2 separate regions of the Capra hircus genome follow, and region 1 is linked to region 2. A link is a contact called in public Hi-C data. All regions are on one chromosome and are shown on one strand. The core of a region is the stretch at or near the end of the contact, and the rest is flanking DNA. Distances in the headings are between cores, read along the strand shown. Region 1 has its middle 41 kb from the start of PLCG2. Region 2 has its middle 30 kb from the start of CMIP.

Region 1 (2,700 bases), core at 135-2,634, 250 kb after region 2:
TCATTCATTCAGTCACCGGTTCATTCATTCATCCCTTGAGCAAAAATTTATACACACTGAACCCTGGAAGCACTGCCCAGTGAAATAAGCCAAAGTCCAGCCGTCTGAGCGTCCGGTGCAAGGGAATCTAGGGAGGCAGAAAGTTGACTGATGGCTGCTCAGGGCTGAGGGATGGGGGTAGGGAGGACGGGATGGGGGACAGGAAGGTGAGAGCTGAAGGGAAGAGGTTTCTTTAAAAAAAAATTATTTATTTATTTGGCTGTACCAGGTCTGTGGCATGTGGGATTGCGTTTCCTGACCAGGGATTGAACTCGGGCCCCTGCATTGGAAGCGTGGAGTCTGAGCCACTGGACCACCAGCGAAGTCCTGAGAGGTTTTTTTTTTTTTTTTTGTGAGGAACATGTTCTAAAATTGACTCTGGTAAAGTCTGCACAGCTGTGTAAATATGCTAAAACCCATGGAATTGTACAAATTACTTGGATGGATTGTATTGTATGTGAATTCTATCTCAATAGCCTACTTAAAAAAAAAATATATATATATATATATATAGAGAGAGAGAGAGAGAGAGTACCTACTCTGTGCCAGGTAAACTAGGGGCTCAGGAGTGGATAAAAGTTAACACAGTCCTCCACCACATACAGTCTGACGGAGGAGCCAGCCACTAGACAACTCATCCCACACATCTTTTTCACAAGGGCAGTGTATAGAGCTAAATGGACGTGCAAGCTGGAGGGAGCACCTTCCAGGACTGGGCAGCACAGAGCTGACCCGGAGGAGCTGGAAATGACCAGCCCTTTGGGGAGATAGGGAGGTGGGAACAGCCTTCCAGACAGAGGGAAGGGTGAGGGCAGAGGCCCCGAGGCAGCACCTGGCGCTTGGAAGGAAAGACTGAGGAGGAGGAAGTATGGGGCCAGGAGAGACTGGCTAGGCCCCTGAGGTCTTTGTCCTCCTGCGTGGGAAGTGCTGGGGGCTGCAGCTGGGCAGTGGGGGCAAGCCGGGTATGTGATCCTTTTGGAGCACAGAATCCCCGGGTTTTATTGTGCAATGGACCGAGGGCCCTAGACGCGGTGGAGGCTGGAGGGCCCGGCACCTCACCTCCCACATTGTATTAAGATGTGCTTTCTCCCAGGGAGGGGGGCTTCCTGTTCGTGAAACAGGAAGTAAGGTCTGTTTAGCTAGCAGCCGGCTGGCAGCAGACTGAGGATTGAGGGGCCCGAGGAAGCGGGGGTCGGGCAGGCAGCCGCAGGTGAGGCCTGGCCGGCCCAGTTCACACCCGTGTGCCTCTGGTGGCCAGGACGAGCGAGGGCAGGGCGGCCGCTCCGACGCCCCTGGGGCCCGGGCTGCTGCAGAACCGGGCGCTGGGGGCGGGAGGCAGCGTTCCCGGACTCCAGGCCCTTGACGTCAGTGTTGCCATGGAGACCCCTGCTTCCATCAGCACGTGTTGCAGCTGTAGGAGACCCCCGGGCAGGGATGGCTCGATGGGGTGGAGGGAAGCAGAAAAGAGCAGGACCCTGCAGGCCTGCGGCCCTGTCCCTGAGCAGGGTCCCGGAGAGGGCAGGGGTGCCAGTCCTGGAGGGGACCCTCTGGCTCTCCATCCGGCCTGCGGCCAGGCCCCCTGACATGCTCCTTTGCTGCAGTCTGAGAGATGCCTTGGTATGAAACAGCTCGGGCTGTGCCCTTTCCCCACTGTAGCAGCCAAGGAAGGGGGGGAGTGGGGTGTGCTCCCTCTACTGACTCCTCCCACCCCCTCACTCCCAGCTCCCTTGTTGTGTTTCAGATGCCTCCTCATTCAACCATTTCCTGAGCCCTCCACATGTCAGATGCTCTGTGAGCGCCTCTGATCCCAGCGAGGGATGCTGGCCTGCTGCTCGCAGGCAAGCGCACCTATGAAATGGTGTTTTCTTTGTCTTTAAACCTTGCTCTCTGAAATCTTTGCAGTTTCCGAAAGACACCTTCAGTGGCAAAATGCCCAGGCTAGCTGAGAACTTCAGCCTCCCATTCAACTCCGTGTTCATTTCACACCGCTTCTGGTTTCTGAGTCCCTGCCTCCTCCCCGGGGTAGGGGGAAGGTGAAGAGGGGCCATTGTCCCTGTCTGGTCATTGCTGTTTCTCTGAGTGGCCATAGGGCTGTCGAGTGAAAAGCAAAAAACACCACCTAAGAGCTGAGAATTAGTTTGATTTGAGGACATTGCTGCGAACTAGAGCTCACACAGGCAGCCTCTCAGGTTGCTCTGAGGGACTGATCCCGAGAAATGAGGGCGGAGCCAGGACTTACAGGCGTTTTAGCTGGGAAAAGTTGAAAGGCTACAGAAGGTTATTGCCAACCACTGAGGCAAACATCTCAAGTTAATGATTTGCGTGTCTTTCTATGTATGGGAAAGTGCGAGACTCTAGGCTCAATGGAATAATTGATAATGATTCCTTTGATAGGCATCTTAGCTGTCTTGGGGCCCCCAGATGGCAGTAGTAGGAAAGAGGCCACCCACCAGTGTAGGAGCTGTGAGGGACATGGGTTCGATCCCTGGCTCGGGAAGATCCGCTGGAGGAGAGTGTGGCAACCCACTCCATCTTGCCTGGAGACTCCCCATGGACAGAGGAGCCTGGCGGGCGACAGTCCATAGGGTCGCAGAGTCAAACACCACCGAATGGACTTCACACGTGCTTAGCTAGCCAGGGCCAGTATCCCGTGCTTTCCCA
Region 2 (2,700 bases), core at 201-2,700:
GGGCGGGATCTCTGTGCTTGCGGCTCGCGGGACTCAGCTGCCGCGGACGCGTGGAAGCTCTGGACCAGGGATCGAACCTCTGTCCCCTGCATCGGCAGGCTTCCTCGCAACCACTGGACCTGGGCATGGGACTTAATCTCTGAGGGCCACAGTTTTCTCCTCAGAAGAGGGGGCTTGATAACAGAAGTGCAGTTGAAACTCCATCTAGGTGATGCCTCATGGGCTTATCATGGCCTCTCATTGAGTGGTAGCAGTAGTGGGTCTATCCTTCCAAATAATATGCAATAGATAGGAGGAGTGGCTCTAGCCATTAAAATGTGTTTAGTGCTGTGATATCTGAGCTACTGCAAATCCAATATATAATATCTGATGAGCAGTAAGTTATATCAGTAAATTTCCAAATCCAACAATAATATTGAATAAAATATCCATAACTAAGAATTGGTGTATCCATTCAAGTAATATCTAATAAATAAGTAGGGATAATAATTATATCCACTAAAATAATTTTAACACTGTTATCATGGGCTATTGTGAATCCAGTAGCCAGTAAATAATACCCACTGAAATAAAGAGTAGCAGTGATATTCATTAAAGCAATTTTTAGAATTCATTTTAGTTTTGGCTGTGCCAGCTTAGGTCTTTGTTGCTTTTCTCCAGCTGCAGAGAGCGGGGACTGCTTTCTAGCGGCAGGGCTCTGGCTTCTCGGTATGTGACTTGGAGTTTTACGTATGAAAATGTTATACCCTGTGGAGCCTGGGCTCTCGCGCACAGGCTCAGTAGTTGTGGCGCACGGGCTTAGTTGCTCCAAGGCATATGGGATTTTCCTGGGCCAGCGATCGAACCTGTGCCTCTTGCATTGGCAGGTGGATTCTTTACCACTGAGCCACCAGGGAAGCCCCTCATTAAAATAATTTTAACACCGTGATTATCGTGGGCTACTGTGAATCTGAAAGGAGAGATGTGATCAAAGACTTCCTGTGAGAAGGGTGGAGTCGGGGAGGGTCCCAGCCTGGCAGACCGCTATTGATTGGGACACAAAAATTGAAATGAAAAGCAGGCCCTTGTGCCCTGGTCGGCTGGGGATCAGCCATCTCCCCGCTGTGACTTGCTCCCCTTCCCAACTTGAGAAGAAAGGAGATCCTCTCTCCACGTGCGTGGCATCCGCGCTGCCACAAACACCCCAATACCCAGTACAGAGGCGGGTCGGGCCTCACAAGGCGGACGATAGGAGACGACCAGCAGAGGGCGCCCCAAACCCGCAGGGCCGACGGCTCTGCTCTTGCGGGTTGCCCAGGAAGGCGTGGGGGGAGGGGAGGTTCTGGGTTTTGGCCTCGAACTGGGTGTGGCAGGTCTTCTGCAGAAGGACCTCCGGACTGTGGACGAAGCTAAGGTGACTCGCTGGTGACGATGGAGAAGCAGGAAGGCAGGGGAGTTCTGCACACTCTCTGGGCCCGATCAGAGCTGCCCATGACCTTGGGGGTGGTGGGAGGGGGGTCCGGTCCTTCCCCTGTGTCGGGGAGCTGTGTCTACAGACAAGAAGCTCTTGGCTGCACCCTCCCAGCTCAGCTGCCCTCCAAGAACACGCTTCCACCCACTTCTCAAGGAGGCAACTCTGCAGGGTGGCCTTCCCAGTGTGAGCAGGTTTGAGTTAGGGGCTGTGGGCCGGACAGAATATCCTGCATTCTTTCTTCCTGAATGAGGCTGGGCAGCGCCCTCTCCACCACCTCCCCACCCCGCCCCCACCCCGCCCTGATCAGTCCACCCAAGCAGACCTCAGCCATCCTTAGCACAAGTCAGTCATGAGACCTGGCCTTGCTGCCTCCGAAAGAGTCCTGGAATCTGAGAGTAGGGTCACTGAGGGGGGATCCCACACAGGTGACCACCACAAGGGCTTAAGCTGTCTGTATATCAGTTCCCTTGTCTGTAAAACTGACAGAGATAACCCTAATGGACCTGCCATAGGACCTGCTGGGAGGATGGGTGAGCAATACCTGGCTCAAGGGCTGCACATGCCCACTGCCGCTGTCATCTCCCTCCTGAACAATTTTCTACCTTCCACCTTTCTACCCCACACTCTCCAGAGTACTTAATCCACCTCATCTCCTGTCTACATGGCCCCCACTGTCGTCTCCTGCCCCCCAAACAATCTCCCCCTGCCAGACTCCCAACCTAGTCTTGAACCCTCCCACCCACCACCTACCCTGTGGCCAAACTGACTTTCCTAAAATGTGAATCTAGCCGTGTTGTTCCCTGCTCAATACCCACCAAAGGCTGCCAATTAAATTTTGGATTAAGTTTCAACTCGTTGACATGATTTATGAGGCCTTTGGTCATCTGGGCAATGCCTGGGCTCCAGCCTCATCCCTGTAAGGGACAGCCAGGGTCCATCCATGGGGGTCCAAGGCAGGTTGGAAATTTGACACTTAATAGGTTTTAAATATTTGCACACTTTCCCAAAAGGAAACTGCGTTTTTAATGAATATTAAAGGCCTTCCCTCTCTCTCCTGGTGAACCCAGAGGCTTGAGATGCTGTCCTCTGAAGTGACCTGCCAGCTGATCTGGAGATGTCTCATTTGATATTTCCTGCCCTCATTGGTGTGTCATTCACCCTCCTTAAAGGCTGATTGTACCTCAGGTGGATTTAGTCTCAAAGTCTTGTTTGCCATAGGGAGCCTCTGCCTTGCCTCTCCAAATTGG

What was found. Hi-C and Micro-C count contacts between places; a contact is called where the count stands out from the background.
Region 1: a Hi-C map of blood shows a contact between it and region 2, with 4 times the contacts expected there. The contact joins two enhancer-like sites. A contact is called at or near these places in 2 of 5 Hi-C or Micro-C datasets (both in blood).

What each region holds. Positions count from the first base shown.
Region 1 is chr18:9,599,772-9,602,471 of ARS1.2, forward strand. No RefSeq gene overlaps it. Among named protein-coding and RNA genes, the nearest start is that of PLCG2, 41 kb to the right of the region's middle. Within about 2 kb of position 1,385, at least 2 of the 5 cell types and tissues checked have an H3K27ac peak or open chromatin away from gene starts, as enhancers often do.
Region 2 is chr18:9,351,016-9,353,715 of ARS1.2, forward strand. No RefSeq gene overlaps it. Among named protein-coding and RNA genes, the nearest start is that of CMIP, 30 kb to the right of the region's middle. Within about 2 kb of position 1,451, at least 3 of the 5 cell types and tissues checked have an H3K27ac peak or open chromatin away from gene starts, as enhancers often do.